Linked DNA regions of Sus scrofa: all the other regions are linked to region 2. The links are chromatin contacts, called in public HiChIP or PLAC-seq maps. All regions are on one chromosome and are shown on one strand. The core of a region is the stretch at or near the end of the contact, and the rest is flanking DNA. Distances in the headings are between cores, read along the strand shown. Region 1 overlaps BTBD9 (BTB domain containing 9). Region 2 overlaps BTBD9 (BTB domain containing 9). Region 3 overlaps BTBD9 (BTB domain containing 9).

Region 1 (3,144 bases), core at 376-2,875, 180 kb before region 2:
GCAGGAGTCAAATGAATCATTAATTGGTATTTTTTAGAACCAATGTTTATAAGCAAAGCTGTCAACTTAAATCACAGCCTAACCTCATAGGATCTTAGTGCTTTATCAGAGTAATTATTCATCAGTGACTTTAATATTTCTTCCTGGAGTGCTTAAAAGCATCCGTGCCATGCTGGTTCATAAGCACATATCACACACCCTGGCTTCACTCAAGCCTATGTTCATTCATTGTGGGAGGAAAGATGGGCACTGAATTATGCTTTAATTTTATATCCCTGGGAGGAATTTGTGATCAGATTATTCTGGCCTTTGAGCCATGCTGCCTTGAAAGCAATTCTGAAGTGCCTGATAGTTAAGCTTAACAACTTACTTTCAATGAACCTTTGATATTCTACAGCTGTAGTAAACAGAGTGAAAAACATAATGCAGATGCCAGATTAATTTTCTCAGCCTGTCAAATGGACATTCAGGAAATCAAATGGACATTTCCAAACTTGTTTGCCAGTTTACATTCTTTTTTTTTTTTTTGGCTTTTTTAGGGCCACACTCACGGCATATAGAAGTTCCCAGGCTATGGACTTGCTCAGTGGGTTAAGGATCTGGTGTTGCCGTGAGCTGTGGTGTAGGTCGCAGATGTGGCTTGAATCTGGCATTGCTGTGGCTGTGGTGTATGCCGCGGGTGCAGCCCTCAAAAGACAAAAAAAAAAAAAAAGTTCTCAGGCTAGGGGTCGAATTGAAGCTGTAGCTGCTGCCGGCTTATATCACAGCCACAGCAACACCAGATTCAAGCCGCATCTGCAACCTACACCACAGCTCACGGCAACACTGGATCCTTAACCCACTGAGCGAGGCCAGGGACTGAACCCGAATCCTCATGGATACTAGTCGGGTTCTTTACCGCTGAGCCACAATGGGCACTCCCAGTTTACATTCTTTGAAGAATTAGAGAGAAGGATTCCTGATGGTCTGGGGAAGTGACCACTGAATGTGAGCTATTGCATTTCCAGGCCTGGCTCTGCCACTGCCTCTGCCTCTCCCAGGGACCTGCAGAGAATCTCTCTGTACTTGCAGAATTCACCTTTCTCTTTTCCAGTGGTTGAGCTAGACCCTATCTCATGTCTCTTCCTTTCCCTAATCGTCTATGATTCAAAGGGGGGAAGTATGGGAGCAGCTTTTGGCCAAGATGCAGTAGGGACCCAGGAGATCATGGCCATGTTAGCCTCCTGAGAGCCAGGTGATGGCCCCTGTATAGAATAACTTCATTCTGAGCAGTCAGCACATATTAAATGCCTCTGGAGAAGGTACTGTGCAAGGGACAGGGTGAAGAAATGAAAACATAGTCAATTTCAGAGTTCCCTAGTGGTTCAGTGAGTTAAGGATCCAGCGTTGTCACTGCTGTGGCTTGGTTTACAGCTCTGGTGCAGGTTCAATCCCTAGCCCAGGAACTTCCACATGCATGAGTGCAGGAAAAAAAAGAAAGAAGCACCACAGGTAGTCAATTTGACAGGCAAGTGAGAGCTCAAGGCACAGGAAAAAAAAACTGATGAGTCAAGGCAGCATATGTTACGTCAGATGAGCTCTTTGTCTGGGCATTGTTGAGATCAGGAACCGAGAGCGTAGGGGAGGCCCTCTCAGGCTCAGCTGCAGAGCAGGAGGGTGTGCCCTGGGCAGGCAGTGGAGGAACAGGCCCTCGAGAAAGAGAATTGCAGGCATGGGAGCAAGGACTAGGGGGACATAGGGAGCTAGGCTGGAGTTTCTTCCTTTTAGGTGTAGCCATTACTAGGAGATGTTTCTGAGAATAAACGTGTTTTTATTGTAGAAAGTTTGGAAACTAGAGAAACATATTAAGCAAGTAAAAATCACCCATAACCTCACAATCCATACATGACTACTTTGATCTGTTTCTTTTTGTCATGTGTATGTGTGAGTATTCTTTTAGAAAATGATCTTCAGATCATATATATTTTCATTTAATGTTTTATTGCTTTTCCCCACATTTTAAATATTCCTTGAAAACATTTTTCAGGGTTACATGTTATTTCATTATATGGTGTTCCATAATTTGACTTTTCCTATATTGAAGCACAAATAGATTGTTTTTGTTTTGATATTGTAAATAGTGCTGTGATGAAATTCTTATACATAAAATTTGCTTAGTCTTATATATAAATTACCTGATTATTTGAGATTTAAAAATTGTGTTTCAGGAGTTCCCGTCGTGGCGCAGTGGTTAACGAATCGACTAGAACATGAGGTTGCGGGTTCGGTCCTGCCTTGCTCAGTGGTTAACGATCCGCATTGCGTGAGCTTGTGTAGGTTGCAGACGCGGCTCGGATCCCGTTGCACGGCTGTAGGCGTGGCTACAGCTCGATTCGACCCTAGCCTGGGAACTCCATATGCGTGGAGCGGCCAAGAAATAGCAACAACAACAAAAAGACAAAAAAAAAAAATTGTATTTCAGCTTTCTTATAGAATTTTATGTGACACTTGAGTTTGAACTTTAAATCATAGACATTAGATGGGATCTAAATTAATTTTATGATGGTGTTGACTAAAAATTTGACTCTAGAAAATCAGTGTAATGTATCATGAAAGAAGACCTGTTAAGAAGTGATGCTGAGACGTATTTATTGATTCATTCATCCATGTAAACCAGGAGCTGTGCCCGACCCTGGGAATGAGGATGGCTTGGATTAGCTCAGGTCACTGTTAGCTCTCTGGGACTACTGCCGTGGTCTGGACTAGTTTCCCTATTTATACTCTCGTTCCACTTTATTTCCACCCAGCAACTACAGGGTTCTTTGCAAGACTATACATCAGATCATGCTCATAGACTTCCCATTACACCCAGGATAAAATCCAGTGTCTTAATATAGCAGCTGTACTGCCCATGTATTACCTCCGGCCTTCCTGGCCTTTTTTTTTGCATTTTCTCCAATGTGCTGAGTGTCCCCACACGTGGCGTTTCCCTCAGTGCTCTTCCCCGTCTCCCCCGGCCACCTCAGACTTACCCTTCAGTCTTGGCTCAGGATTCACTGGCTGAGAGGATCCTTTCTGATGACCAACACCCCCTATCTTAACTAGACTCACATAGAACCCAGGTCTGTTTTTTAGAGCACTTGTCACAATTTGTAATGAAACCTT
Region 2 (3,053 bases), core at 153-2,652:
GAAATAGATCTGGACTTGCTCCTAGGATGCTAAGCCCTGTGGGTGGGGCAGCACCTCTCTGTTTTGGCCTCTAACTGGTGCTTTTCCCATCCTGCTATGGGCCGAGTTGGTCAGTCTCACCGATTGTGCGCACACGTCATGATGAGGAAGCTGCCGAGATGAAGGGGGATGGCCTTGCTGTGGAGAGGGGAACTGATGGTGCCAAATTTAAACGTAGGGGAAGATCTGTAAAGGCCACATACCTGCTTGGCATGTCACCGCTGCAAAGGCCTGTAACATAATGAGACTTCACCTTTTAAAATATAACAAGACCATTTGAAATCGTTCCCAGTATTTTTGATGCCAACATCTCGCTTAAGGAAGGGGCTCTAGTGAAAAGAGTCACCTTGGAAAATAGTACTGGTTTTCTTCTCAAGGGTTGTTTGGCCTGGACAAAATTTTCTCATATATCCACATTGAAAGCATAAAATGAAAAAATTTTTGTCAAATTTGATGCGTAGGATGAAATCTAGATCATAAGCCTAGGCCAAAACTTATTTCTTAATAAAGGGTTTGCCACATGATTGAATAATCTGCAGAAGTTTGCTTGGACAGTATTTAGCCTGTATAAAAAATTAAGCAGGTAACTTAGAAAAATAGATTTGCATTGAAAGCAGGAAATGTGTTGATTATAAATTGTTTTTTTCCCCCAAATGTGATAATATATGCAAAAACATTTTGAAACCAGTGAGATCTGTGTGAATGTGAGGTGGGATTATGATTAGCTCTTCACCATTCTTTCTATGCTCAGTATTTACTGAGAATTGCCGCTGCAGCCATGCTACTTGGCAGTATGCTGTTACCTTTTAAGTCCTCACCTAAAATTGAAATTAAAAACTCAATCCCTCCAAGGAGGGAAATGATGGTCTCAATTAGCTGTCAAAAGTTGGTAGTTTTTGGAGTTCCCATTGTGGTGCAGCAGAAACGAATCCGACTAGTAACCATGAGGTTTCGGGTTCGATCCCTGGCCTCCCTCAGTGGATTAAGGATCCAGCACTGCAGTGAGCTGTGGTGTAGGTCGCAGACGTGGCTTGGATCTGGTGTTGCTGTGGCGTAGGCCGGCAGCTGTAGCTGTGATTTGACCCCTAGCCTGGGAACCTCCATGTGCTGCAGGTAGGGCCCTAGAAAGACAAAAGACAAAAAAAAAGAAAGTTGGTAGTTTTGGACCGTCTCAAAGTTGTGTCCCACCCGTATCCTGCAGGTAGATTCTCAATTGGCATGTCCCTCTCAGATAACTTACCTGGATTACACTGCATAGAATACAAGATCCAGTGGGAGGGAAGGCCGCTCCTCTTACCGCCTCTTCCTCAATGAACTCGCCTACGTGGCGGAGCCCGAGTGTCCGCATCTCCTCACTTCCCTTCATTCTGGGCCTTCAGTGACCAAACGCAGAAGCTGCATGTGCCAGACAACTGAGAACTCGTGCTCACCCCTTCCCTCGCCAACTGCAAAGGATTATTAGTTAGTGTCATCGTGTCCTCCTCTCTCTGAGACCTCACCCTCTAAGAGCCTTGGGAGCTTAAACACTCCGCACACAGACTCTCTGGTGTCCTCTGACCTAACGTACTTCCCAAGTTCTCCTTCCATCTGGCAAGAAGTCTGGGTTGTCTTTGTCCTGCTGGTAAAAGAAGGCTGGTGTTCCCTTTGCCCTGAGAGGGTGGCCCATGTAAAGGCAGGGCCCCCGTGGTGGCTGCCCATCCGGAATCCTTGGACCTGGGACCCACAGGCAGCCACCTGGTCCCCTTCCCACGCCTTTGTGAAAACATCTCTTGGTTCCAGTCTCCCACTGAGAATCTTGTCTGGGGCTTGCATTCCTCCAGCAGCTCCTCTCAGCTTGACCTTGCTCCCACCTGAGGAGGACCCTGCATAATCGAACCCTGGGACAGCTGACAATAGGATCCCTCTTATCTTTGGGAAAATCCTTTTCTTACCAGTAAAGTTGTTCTGCAGCTGCACCGATTCCTTCCGGCAGCTGTTAGAGGCTCCCGCCTGCCTCTCGTAGTAGAGATTCCAGTGGAGCCTCTAATGTGATGTCTGTCTTTCCGCTCCTCATTCAGAAGAACTAGAACTGGTCTCTGAATGTGGTGAAAGCATGGAAATTTCCCCTTGCGACAGCGCTCCATAACTTCCTCCTTCACCTTCGCCACTGTCACATCTGCTCTTTGGCTTCCTGACCTCCAGCCCCTCTCTATTCTGAAAGGTGGTCAGCGCCCTCTGACCCACTTAACTCCTCAGCAGCCTGAAGGGTAACTTTTCTGACATAAGTGTCTTCCCTTTTCTCCATCGACCCTACCTTCTTGCCTCCTGCTCCCTCAGTGCCACTGCCGAAGAGAGTTATAAACCACTCTGATTGTTCCATCTTTGCATGGCCCCTCCCTGCAGCTCAGTGGGCCCTGTGGAGCCTGTTCCAAAGCCTGTTCTGCCTTCTACCCCACACTGCAGTCCTCCCACTCCTAGCTTGGACAAAGGATAAAAGATCTTCTTTCATATTCGAATGAAAAGTTTGCTGTCCAGGAGTTCCCATGTGGCTCAGTGGGTTAAGGATCTGGTGCTGTCACTGCTGTGGCTCAGGTAGCTGCTATGGCACGACTTTGGTTCCTGACCCGGGAACTTCCAAGTGCCTTGGACTCAGAAAAAAAAAAAAAAAAAAAAAAAAAAAAAAGATTGCTGTCCAAGGTGAGGCTCCTCACCATTCCTGTTCTTCACATCATTGTCCATCTGGTCCCATAGCCATCCTGCCATCGTCGTCACCCTCATCAACAGAACATCTGCTCTTTTCTGCCTCATGCACTCTGCGAGGAGCTTATCTTAAGCCCTTTTGTCTCAAGCTGCAGAAACCAGGTTAAGACGGCTTAAGCCATTAATGGCAAGTTTATTAAGCAACTTGGGAGATTGCTCTTGGAGCACCAGGGCAGGAACTCTGGTGGCCCCCACAGGGGCTCACATCAGATGTTGGAATCCTGCTGGGAGCTCAGATCACCTGTCTCCTTTTCTTCTCACTATAGATGACTTTC
Region 3 (2,884 bases), core at 254-2,753, 200 kb before region 2:
CCATCTTCCCCAGGAAAGATTTGGTATCACTCCCATACCATTTCCCACCACCTCACTGCTTTAAGTACTTAACTATGAAGAGAGAAAGACATGACAGTAATTAAGATGGGCTAAGTAAGCCATTCTTATTCATGAGCACAGCCTCGTCTCTCAGCCACCATCCCCATCCCTGTGGGGCTCTGATATTGCCCCTCCTCTCTGCTGTCCCAGCCACCTCCAGATCTGCCTGCAAGGTCACACTGGGTTTTGTGGACTCATCCATATGACTCCCTATCTCCTGATCTGGTTCCAGTCCTCCTAGACCTAGGGAGAAGATGGGAAATAGGTCTTCCGCGTTCTTGCAGGGGTAGGAATGGCGTTCTTGAGGATCTCTAGAGGCAGGCACTGGGCTGAGGATTCTGCTTGCCTAGTTATACCGAATCCTCAGAAGGTTCCCACGAGGTGGGAACAATTATCTCTATTTTGTAGATGAACAAACGAAGGCACAGAGATGTTGTTTGCACCACGGTCTGTGGTGGTGGAGTCAAAATCCAAAGTCATATCTCTTTACATTGAGCTGCTTTTGTTGTTTCCAATGAAATGCACGATCCTTTCAAAAACATGTTCAAACTTTTCTCATCTTTGGGTAGGCAAAAGAAAAAAAAATTAATGAGACGATCATTATTATTTTGAAAATAACTACCTTATTCTGCCTAGCAACTATTTGCTGTAGGGTCTGGGGCAGTACTTTCATACCATGCAGTTGCCACCATAGAAAAACCAAGAGTATTATAATAATTTAATTCATGTTTTAGGTTATTATAAATAGAATTATAATCTCTTTTCATATAAGAAATACGTATATTTTTAAGAATGGAAGCACTATAGATTGGCCTAAGGGAGCTTTTTAAATAACCTGTAAGGGTAAATTTCTTTTCCAGTTTCTTCAGAATAATATTTGGAGCCCTTAAATTTGGATCTATTCTAATAAGAGTTATAATGATGAAAAAGGTATGTAAATACAATGAACCTTCTATAGTTACTTAAAAACAGAGATGTTCACATATATACAAAAATGAGTAAAAGGCATCTCTGTAATTTTGAACTTTCCTTATGTACTTATTGTCTTGTATAACAAGCAAAAGAGATGTTTACAATCTCACACTCTAGATAGAGCTTAAATTTTAACATGTAAAAATTAATACCATCTCCCATTATTCTAAGTTTATAGAAAACAGTGTACTCATCATTGAAACTGTGTATGTCAGTGTAAGGATTTGCTTTGATTTTTTTTTTTTTTTTTAATCTCCAGAACACTTCTCAGGAACAAATTAGATTTAAATTTGAAGAAAAAAAAAAAAGCTTTGAATTTGGTGAAGGAAATCTGTCAATGGAAAGATGGTCAGGTGTTGAAAATATGTGCTGTGATTAAACAATTGTCTTAAAACAACAATGACTAAGGTGTATTATCACCATTCAAAATGGAACAAAATTGGCTACTGAACTTTGGCCTTTAGAAATTGTATCTTGAGCCTCTGACCACTGGAGGGCGCTATGTTACTGCAAACCACTCACTAAAGTCAGAAGTCGTCAAATCTCTTCATTTGTTCTTACTAAAAAGATAAAGGATTTATATTCTTGTAATGCCAAATCAGTTCATACTTAACATTCAGCCTTTAGCTGTAGAAACTTGTTTGAATGACAGTAATGGCTTCATTTCAAGTTATTTAAATGTTTAATGCTTGTAATTTACTCAAATGTGTATAATCCTTTATTTAACTTGATGAAAATGATGTACTGTTAACATTGTTTTTAGCATTAATTAATGTGACTAATTGAAGTTTGAAACACTAAAACCAATTTCCCTGTTGTGTTGCGTCATCAGACTGTAGAGAAGTTTCCCTCTGGCCTGGTCTGATCTCTCTTCTGTCCCCCCTCAGCCCTGCTTGGTGCCCCCCTACATGTTTTACCCTCCCTGCTATTTCTGTAGCTAATTTGATTTCAGTATACCCACTGCTACGGTTGGTAGCAAAACTGATGAACTGTAGCTCGTTTCTCCTCTGAAAACTTTGCAATGCATTATGATAGGAGCTTCCTAGCATTACTTTATTGTTCCAGAAATGAATGTAGTGATGATTAACATCACTAAATCACTATAAGCACTTAAGCAGAGGGAGAAAAATGGAAGTAGGTGTTGACGTCCCTAGTCCTGGCAGTTGGTGAAAACTCATTTTCAGCAGGAAATGGTGGAACCTCAGTATTCTTACCTGAAGACCCATCAGCACAGCTTTCATTGCCACTGACTCTCAGTAATAATGAAAAACAAAACCAAAGCCCCTGCTGTTTTCAAAGCTTTAGTCTGGTCTTGGAAATCAGAGGAGTATAAGTCAAAACCAGGTAACACCTTTCTGGCAGCTTGCTTGTACTGCTGTGATGTGTTACAGTAAAACGGCCCATTACAGTTCTCTGTTTGTAGGCATAAATAATTCTTTCTTGTTAAACATTGCTCTTCCAGGGTGCCAGAGGAAGGAGCAATTTTACCCACTGTAATTGTGATACATGTCATGTATTCAAAGTAATTGTTAGGTCACTGCATACTTTGTTGTTATTCTAAACGCTACAGAAGTTTTCTCTATAACCTGGACAGTTTTCAAAGGGTTAAAAATGCAGGAGTATCTCATTCTTTTTAGGTTAAATCTTTGATGTGTATTGTCTTGGGGAAAAAATGTTGTCTTGGTTTTAAAAAACACCTATAAACAGAATTGCTCAACTCCTCCTATTTATGTAATCATGTAATCCTTTATAATAGTGGCACTATTTTATTTTGTATATGAAATCTTAAATTGAAAGCTTAAATTTAATTCCATAATCAAAATGCACATTGGCTCTGGTTTGTTTACTAACC

Evidence for each region. HiChIP or PLAC-seq counts read pairs in DNA pulled down with a chosen protein or histone mark.
Region 1: an H3K27ac HiChIP or PLAC-seq map of alveolar macrophages shows a contact between it and region 2. The contact joins two enhancer-like sites. A contact is called at or near these places in 2 of 2 datasets of contacts at active chromatin or transcription factors (alveolar macrophages and skeletal muscle).
Region 3: a contact with region 2 is called in an H3K27ac HiChIP or PLAC-seq map of alveolar macrophages. The contact joins two enhancer-like sites. A contact is called at or near these places in 1 of 47 Hi-C or Micro-C datasets (embryonic fibroblasts) and 2 of 2 datasets of contacts at active chromatin or transcription factors (alveolar macrophages and skeletal muscle).

Annotation. Positions count from the first base shown.
Region 1 is chr7:33,985,137-33,988,280 of Sscrofa11.1, reverse strand. All of the region lies in intron 6 of BTBD9 (BTB domain containing 9), which reads left to right. Among named protein-coding and RNA genes, the nearest start is that of BTBD9, 140 kb to the left of the region's middle. Within about 2 kb of position 1,625, at least 1 of the 83 cell types and tissues checked has an H3K27ac peak or open chromatin away from gene starts, as enhancers often do. A contact at or near this core is called in alveolar macrophages, where this site is marked.
Region 2 is chr7:33,802,655-33,805,707 of Sscrofa11.1, reverse strand. All of the region lies in intron 8 of BTBD9 (BTB domain containing 9), which reads left to right. Among named protein-coding and RNA genes, the nearest start is that of BTBD9, 320 kb to the left of the region's middle. Within about 2 kb of position 1,402, at least 2 of the 83 cell types and tissues checked have an H3K27ac peak or open chromatin away from gene starts, as enhancers often do. A contact at or near this core is called in alveolar macrophages, where this site is marked.
Region 3 is chr7:34,004,345-34,007,228 of Sscrofa11.1, reverse strand. All of the region lies in intron 6 of BTBD9 (BTB domain containing 9), which reads left to right. Among named protein-coding and RNA genes, the nearest start is that of BTBD9, 120 kb to the left of the region's middle. Within about 2 kb of position 1,503, at least 4 of the 83 cell types and tissues checked have an H3K27ac peak or open chromatin away from gene starts, as enhancers often do. A contact at or near this core is called in alveolar macrophages, where this site is marked.